Regions from separate parts of the Mus musculus genome. Here region 2 is linked to region 1. The links are chromatin contacts, called in public promoter capture Hi-C maps. All regions are on one chromosome and are shown on one strand. The core of a region is the stretch at or near the end of the contact, and the rest is flanking DNA. Distances in the headings are between cores, read along the strand shown. Region 1 holds the start of Lamp3 (lysosomal-associated membrane protein 3). Region 2 has its middle 24 kb from the start of Gm49566.

What was found. Promoter capture Hi-C pulls out the DNA fragments that hold promoters and counts their contacts.
Region 2: a promoter capture Hi-C map of pre-B cells shows a contact between it and region 1, with 4 times the contacts expected there. The contact joins the enhancer-like site here to the promoter of Lamp3 in region 1. A contact is called at or near these places in 11 of 39 promoter capture datasets (3T3-L1-derived adipocytes, the C10 cell line, the HPC-7 cell line and 7 more).

Annotation. Positions count from the first base shown.
Region 1 is chr16:19,704,996-19,707,824 of GRCm38.p6, reverse strand. It overlaps Lamp3 (lysosomal-associated membrane protein 3), which reads left to right and starts at 1,460. Exons shown (of 6, transcript NM_177356.3): 1 at 1,460-1,609. The coding sequence starts at 1,561.
Region 2 is chr16:20,263,901-20,266,729 of GRCm38.p6, reverse strand. No RefSeq gene overlaps it. Among named protein-coding and RNA genes, the nearest start is that of Gm49566, 24 kb to the right of the region's middle. Within about 2 kb of position 1,424, at least 12 of the 459 cell types and tissues checked have an H3K27ac peak or open chromatin away from gene starts, as enhancers often do.

The DNA of each region.
Region 1 (2,829 bases), core at 211-2,710:
CCATAAAGTTAAACTAGAAGTTAATATAAGATATATCAAAATGTCTGTATATTTATAAAGTAACACATATATAGAACTGATTAAAATGGAAAAATATATTTAATCCCAGAACTTCTTTAACTCTGCTGTGGCCTCTTGGCTTTTCATCATTATTCTGTAGTACACACACACACACACACACACACACACACACACACCCTCCAAAATGAGGAAACAATGAACATCACAGTGGCATGCCTTGCACACAGAAAGTACTCTAGAACTACTCCACAACTTTGTGATTGAGAAACTGGCTGGCAAAAGTTTATAGAAATGGTTTCAAGCTATTACATAAAGAGGAGACATAGCAGCTTTATTTATAATAGCCAGAAGCTGAAAAGAACCCAGATGTCCCTCAATAGAGGAATGGATACAGAAAATGTGGTACGTTTATACAATATGGTACTACTCAGCTATTAAAAACAATGAATTTATGAAATTCTTAGACAAATGGATGTATCTGGTGGATATCATCTTGAGTGAGGTAACCCAATCACAAAAGAAAACACATGATATGTACTCACTGATAAGTGGATATTAGCCCAGAAGCTCAGAATCCTTCTTAGAAGGGGGAAAAAACACCCATGGAAGGAGTTACAGAGACAAAGTTTGGAGCAGAGACTGAAGGAACGACCATCCTGAAACTGCTCCACTTGGGGATTCACCCCATAAATAACCACCAAACTCAGACACTATAGCAGATGCCAATAAGAGCCTGCTGACAGGAGCCTGATATAGCTGTCTCCTGAGGGGCTCTGCCAGTGCAGAAGTGGATGCTCACAGCCATTCATTGAACAGAGCACAGGGTCACCAATGAAGGAGCTAGAGAAAGTACCCAGGGAACTGAAGGGGTCTTGAAGCCCCATAGAAGGAACATCAATATGAACTAACCAGTACCCCCCAGAGCTCCTTGGAACTAAATCACCAATCAAAGAAAACACATAGTGAAACTTGTAGCTCTAGCTGTATATATAGCAGAGGATGGCCTAGTTGGTCATCAATGGGAGGAGAGGCCCTTGGTCCTGCGAAGGTTCTATGCCCCAGTATAGGGGAATGCCAGGACTGGGAATGGGAGTGGGTGATTTGGGGAGCAGGGAAAGGGGGGAAGGGATAGGGGATTTTCGGAGGGCAAACTAGGAAAGGGGATAACATTTGAAATGTAAATAAAGAAAACATCTAGTTAAAAAAAAAGTGGAGACCCATCTCATAAGGGAAGGAGATGCCCCAGATTTGCCACCATTCCTGGAAAAATAATTTCTGTTTCCCTTCACCCTAACTAGCCCCCACCCACACTTTCATCTCTTTCAAACACTCCAGGAAGAGGTAAGTGTTTACTTTCTCACTATGAGGTACAGAACAAAGCTTGGCTCTATTAGCTACCTCTCATGATGTGAGATCAGTTTCCCTGCCATAAGTGGATGAGCTTGGTGTTCCTTGGTGTTCTGTGGATCTGCTCTGAAACTGAGTCCATTCCTACAGAAGACTCAAGCACACAACAGTGGTAGAATAATCTTACCTGCCATGCCTGGGCAGATCTCTGCAGTAGCTGTACTCTTCCTGTCCCTGACTGGTAAGTGACACACCCCATTTGCTGTGGTGGCCATTCTTTATCCATTTCTCTTAAATCTAAATGCATGTAGGTGTCCTGGACCAAAGGTGAAGCAGGGAGGGCTATAGGGCTATAGATGCTGTTTCTGCTACTACAGGTATTTAGTGTGAGAACATTTAAAATCTGTTATCTTACATAGGTGGGGCAGACCTATTTTTTTCCATGGGCCTTTATGGTTTGAGTGGAATTTCTGTGAGTTAGAATAGGAATCGATACCAGAAGACATTGCCTATGACACCTATATTAGTACAGATACCATATCAATGTGAGTTTATAAAAATCACGTTGATTTAAGAGAACTAGGCTAGAGCTTAGGAATTGGAGCTGTAGCTGGTTTCATACTCCGTCCTCTGTTTATCTTAAATATGTTGTTTATTTATATAAATAGTGACATGTGAAGATATATCAAAAGTCATCTGATCAGTTCTACCACTTCACAAAGGTGTAAACTGAGGCATCAAAAATGTTATTAAGATAGTGCTATTGCACATCAAGTCAGAGAAGTAGCCTTGGGAGCCAAGCTTTAAATGGCTATTTAAGTACCTAATCTCACTAGAGTATTTTGTGCGAAAGATAATGAGTTCTATCAGGTTCTTGTTCTGTTCTACTAGCAAGTGTATCAAAAAATTTCCAGTTCCTCCTACAACTACTGAATTTAGCTTGTGAGATCACTGACTTAGTCTACACTCCACTGCTTACATGGAGTGGAGGACACTGTGGCCTCAGTTGTTACATGAATCTTAAGGAAGCTGTGCGGTCATGATAGCTGCCTTAATCCAAGTAGTTTTTGTTTGTGCCATGCTTTCAGAATTATAATTTCATGCTCTCCGAAGTACACACACACAAAAAAAAGACTTAATTTGGCAATGTAGTACAATGGTCGTGTTAGCTTAGCTTTGGATCCACTAACTAACACTGTGGGAATAACTTCCCACAACTTAATGTTTTAAGCTAGAAGAAAAAGTAAAAATTGCTGCCTATGCACAGACTCTCATCCCTCTAGAAGTAAAAGTAGGATTAAAGGCTCCTTACTACAAAAAACACAGGCTTAGCTTATTAAACTTTCATTGCTAAGGAAGAAGAGGCAGGACTTTGAATATTTACGTGTGTGTGTGTTTAATACATTAGTAAGCATTTTGTCTTTGTTATTATAATTTCATGTTCTTTCCTAAGTGATACAC
Region 2 (2,829 bases), core at 175-2,674, 560 kb before region 1:
GCCCACTCCAATGTTGTATGTGCTATTCCTGTAGTGCACTTGTACAGACCTTTGCCCACTCCCATGTTGTATGTGCTATTTCTGTAGTGCACTTGTATATACCTTTGAGCACTCCGATGTTGTATGTGCTATTCCTGTAGTGCACTTGTACAGACCTTTGCCCACTCCCATGTTGTATGTGCTATTCCTGTAGTGCACTTGTACAGACCTTTGAGCACTCCAATGTTGTATGTGCTATTCCTGTAGTGCACTTGTACATACCTTTGAGCACTCCGATGTTGTATGTGCTATTCCTGTAGTGCACTTGTACATACCTTTGCCCACTCCAATGTTGTATGTGCTATTCCTGTAGTGCACTTGTACAGACCTTTGCCCACTCCCATGTTGTATGTGCTATTCCTGTAGTGCACTTGTATATACCTTTGAGCACTCCGATGTTGTATGTGCTATTCCTGTAGTGCACTTGTACAGACCTTTGCCCACTCCCATGTTGTATGTGCTATTCCTGTAGTGCACTTGTACAGACCTTTGAGCACTCCAATGTTGTATGTGCTATTCCTGTAGTGCACTTGTACAGACCTTTGCCCACTCCGATGTTGTATGTGCTATTCCTGTAGTGCACTTGTACATACCTTTGCCCACTCCAATGTTGTATGTGCTATTCCTGTAGTGCACTTGTACATACCTTTGCCCACTCCGATGTTGTATGTGCTATTCCTGTAGTGCACTTGTACATACCTTTGCCCACTCCAATGTTGTATGTGCTATTCCTGTAGTGCACTTGTACAGACCTTTGCCCACTCCCATGTTGTATGTGCTATTCCTGTAGTGCACTTGTACATACCTTTGAGCACTCCGATGTTGTATGTGCTATTCCTGTAGTGCACTTGTACAGACCTTTGAGCACTGGGTCCTGAAATGGAGACACTGTCTGCGAAGGCGGCATTTCTTTTGCTGGAGGAAGTCTTCCACGAGGGCAGGCTCTGAGCTTTCATCTCATTGCCCACTCTCACTTCTTACCTCTGCTCTGCTTCCTGCTCCTATCTGCAGCCACGTTCCCCTGCCAGGATAGACTCTCACGCCTCTGGAACAGAAACCAGAACAAACAGTTCATGGTGTTATCTCATCAACAAAATGTACCTAATACACAAGTAGATACCAGGGAGCAGAATTTACTCTTAAGAACCTGATTGTTGTTTGTTTGTTTGTTTGTTTGTTTGTTTTTTCAGGAAAATGTGTAACTTTTTAGATTTTAAACCCCCAAAGCAACAGAGTGCTGTAAGTTGAACTTAAATTTAGAGACATGCAGGATGCAAGAGCGAGCACTTGTGGATTCTTTCCATGATATTTCAGACAGCCGATGCCTAAGTGTGTGTGGCAGGGGAGTCCCTGTGTGAAGAGCTTGAGGGACGAGGGCCTACGATAGAGAGGGCAGTGCATGAAATTGTGAAAGTGAAACCTGGGTTACAGTAGAGATCGAAGTTGAAGATATTAGATCCATGTGACATTTTTCAGATAAGATGGTGTGTGGTTCCCAAGCTTACACGGTGAATCACAGCAGGACGGACTGTGGTTCCTGGGGCTTCCCAACACTGGGGGTGAGGGGAGGCTGGCTTTTAGTTTTCTTCTGGCTTTAGTATGAGGCATAAATGGTAGAACAAAATATATACAGAGCCCAGAACCTGTATGTCTCCAGCCATACAGTAAGGGTACTTCCCCCACTGTATATATAATTATAATTATTACATATATACATAAAAGTGTAAGTTATTAGAATGTTTAGCTCAATACCATATACTACTCTACTATATTCACCTGTTTGGTAACATCCACTTGTGTGTGTGTTGTTGTTGTTGTATGCACAATGGCTCTTTATGCTTAGTGCTTATGTTTAGTACTCCCAAATATATTATCCTTTTATATAACTACTGCTTGGCTATAAATGTAACATTGGTTTGTGTGTTGGTGTTTGTCTTATATAAATCTCTCTCTCTCTCTCTCTCTCTCTCTCTCTCTCTCTCTCTTTGTGTGTGTGTGTGTGTGTGTGTGTGTGTTGGGGAAGGTCAGAAGACACCAGAGTGATTCTCTCCTTGTCGCAGAGTGTTTCCCTGGAATTTTAACTCAGGTCCTCAGGCTTGGGAAAAACAGTTTTACTGGATGAGGCATAGTCAGCAACCTGCTATATTCTGAACGCCTCAGGTCTTTAGAGTGATACCCATTATACTGAAAAACTTCTTATTGGCCTTAGGCTATATGAAAGATAGGAAAACCATAATTGATTCTCATGCTTCTATATGCTTGTCTTTGTAATTTTCTTAAGTAAATCTTGGTTTTATGGTATAGTAATAAATGGGTGAATAACCATTAAATTACTGTTAACCAGTAACATTTCTTCTTTTTTTTCAGCCGTTCACTGTAATGACAATACATTTGGACACAGTGAATGATATTATCAAAAAGTTACAGCTGTTGCTGGGGGTACCTGTGAGTGACTCAAAATATACTTTTTTCTTAAAAATCAACTTTTCTCTATGTGGCCCATTCATACTTAACATCTGTAGGAACCTCACTGTCAGATGCCACCTGATTGTTCTGCACATCAATTTCCCACTCTTTCATCCTTACTTGAAGAAGCACAGGCAGATAACATGTTATATTAGTCTATGTATAGTCATTGCTCTTGTGTTCTTGGATGAAATTTCATGTGAATATGATTTATAGCACAATGAAACCATGTACATGGTCAAACACAAGCACAAAAGGATTTTTGATGTATATATTATACATGACTATTCAATATGCAAATATGCAATGTTTGTACACTTGTTT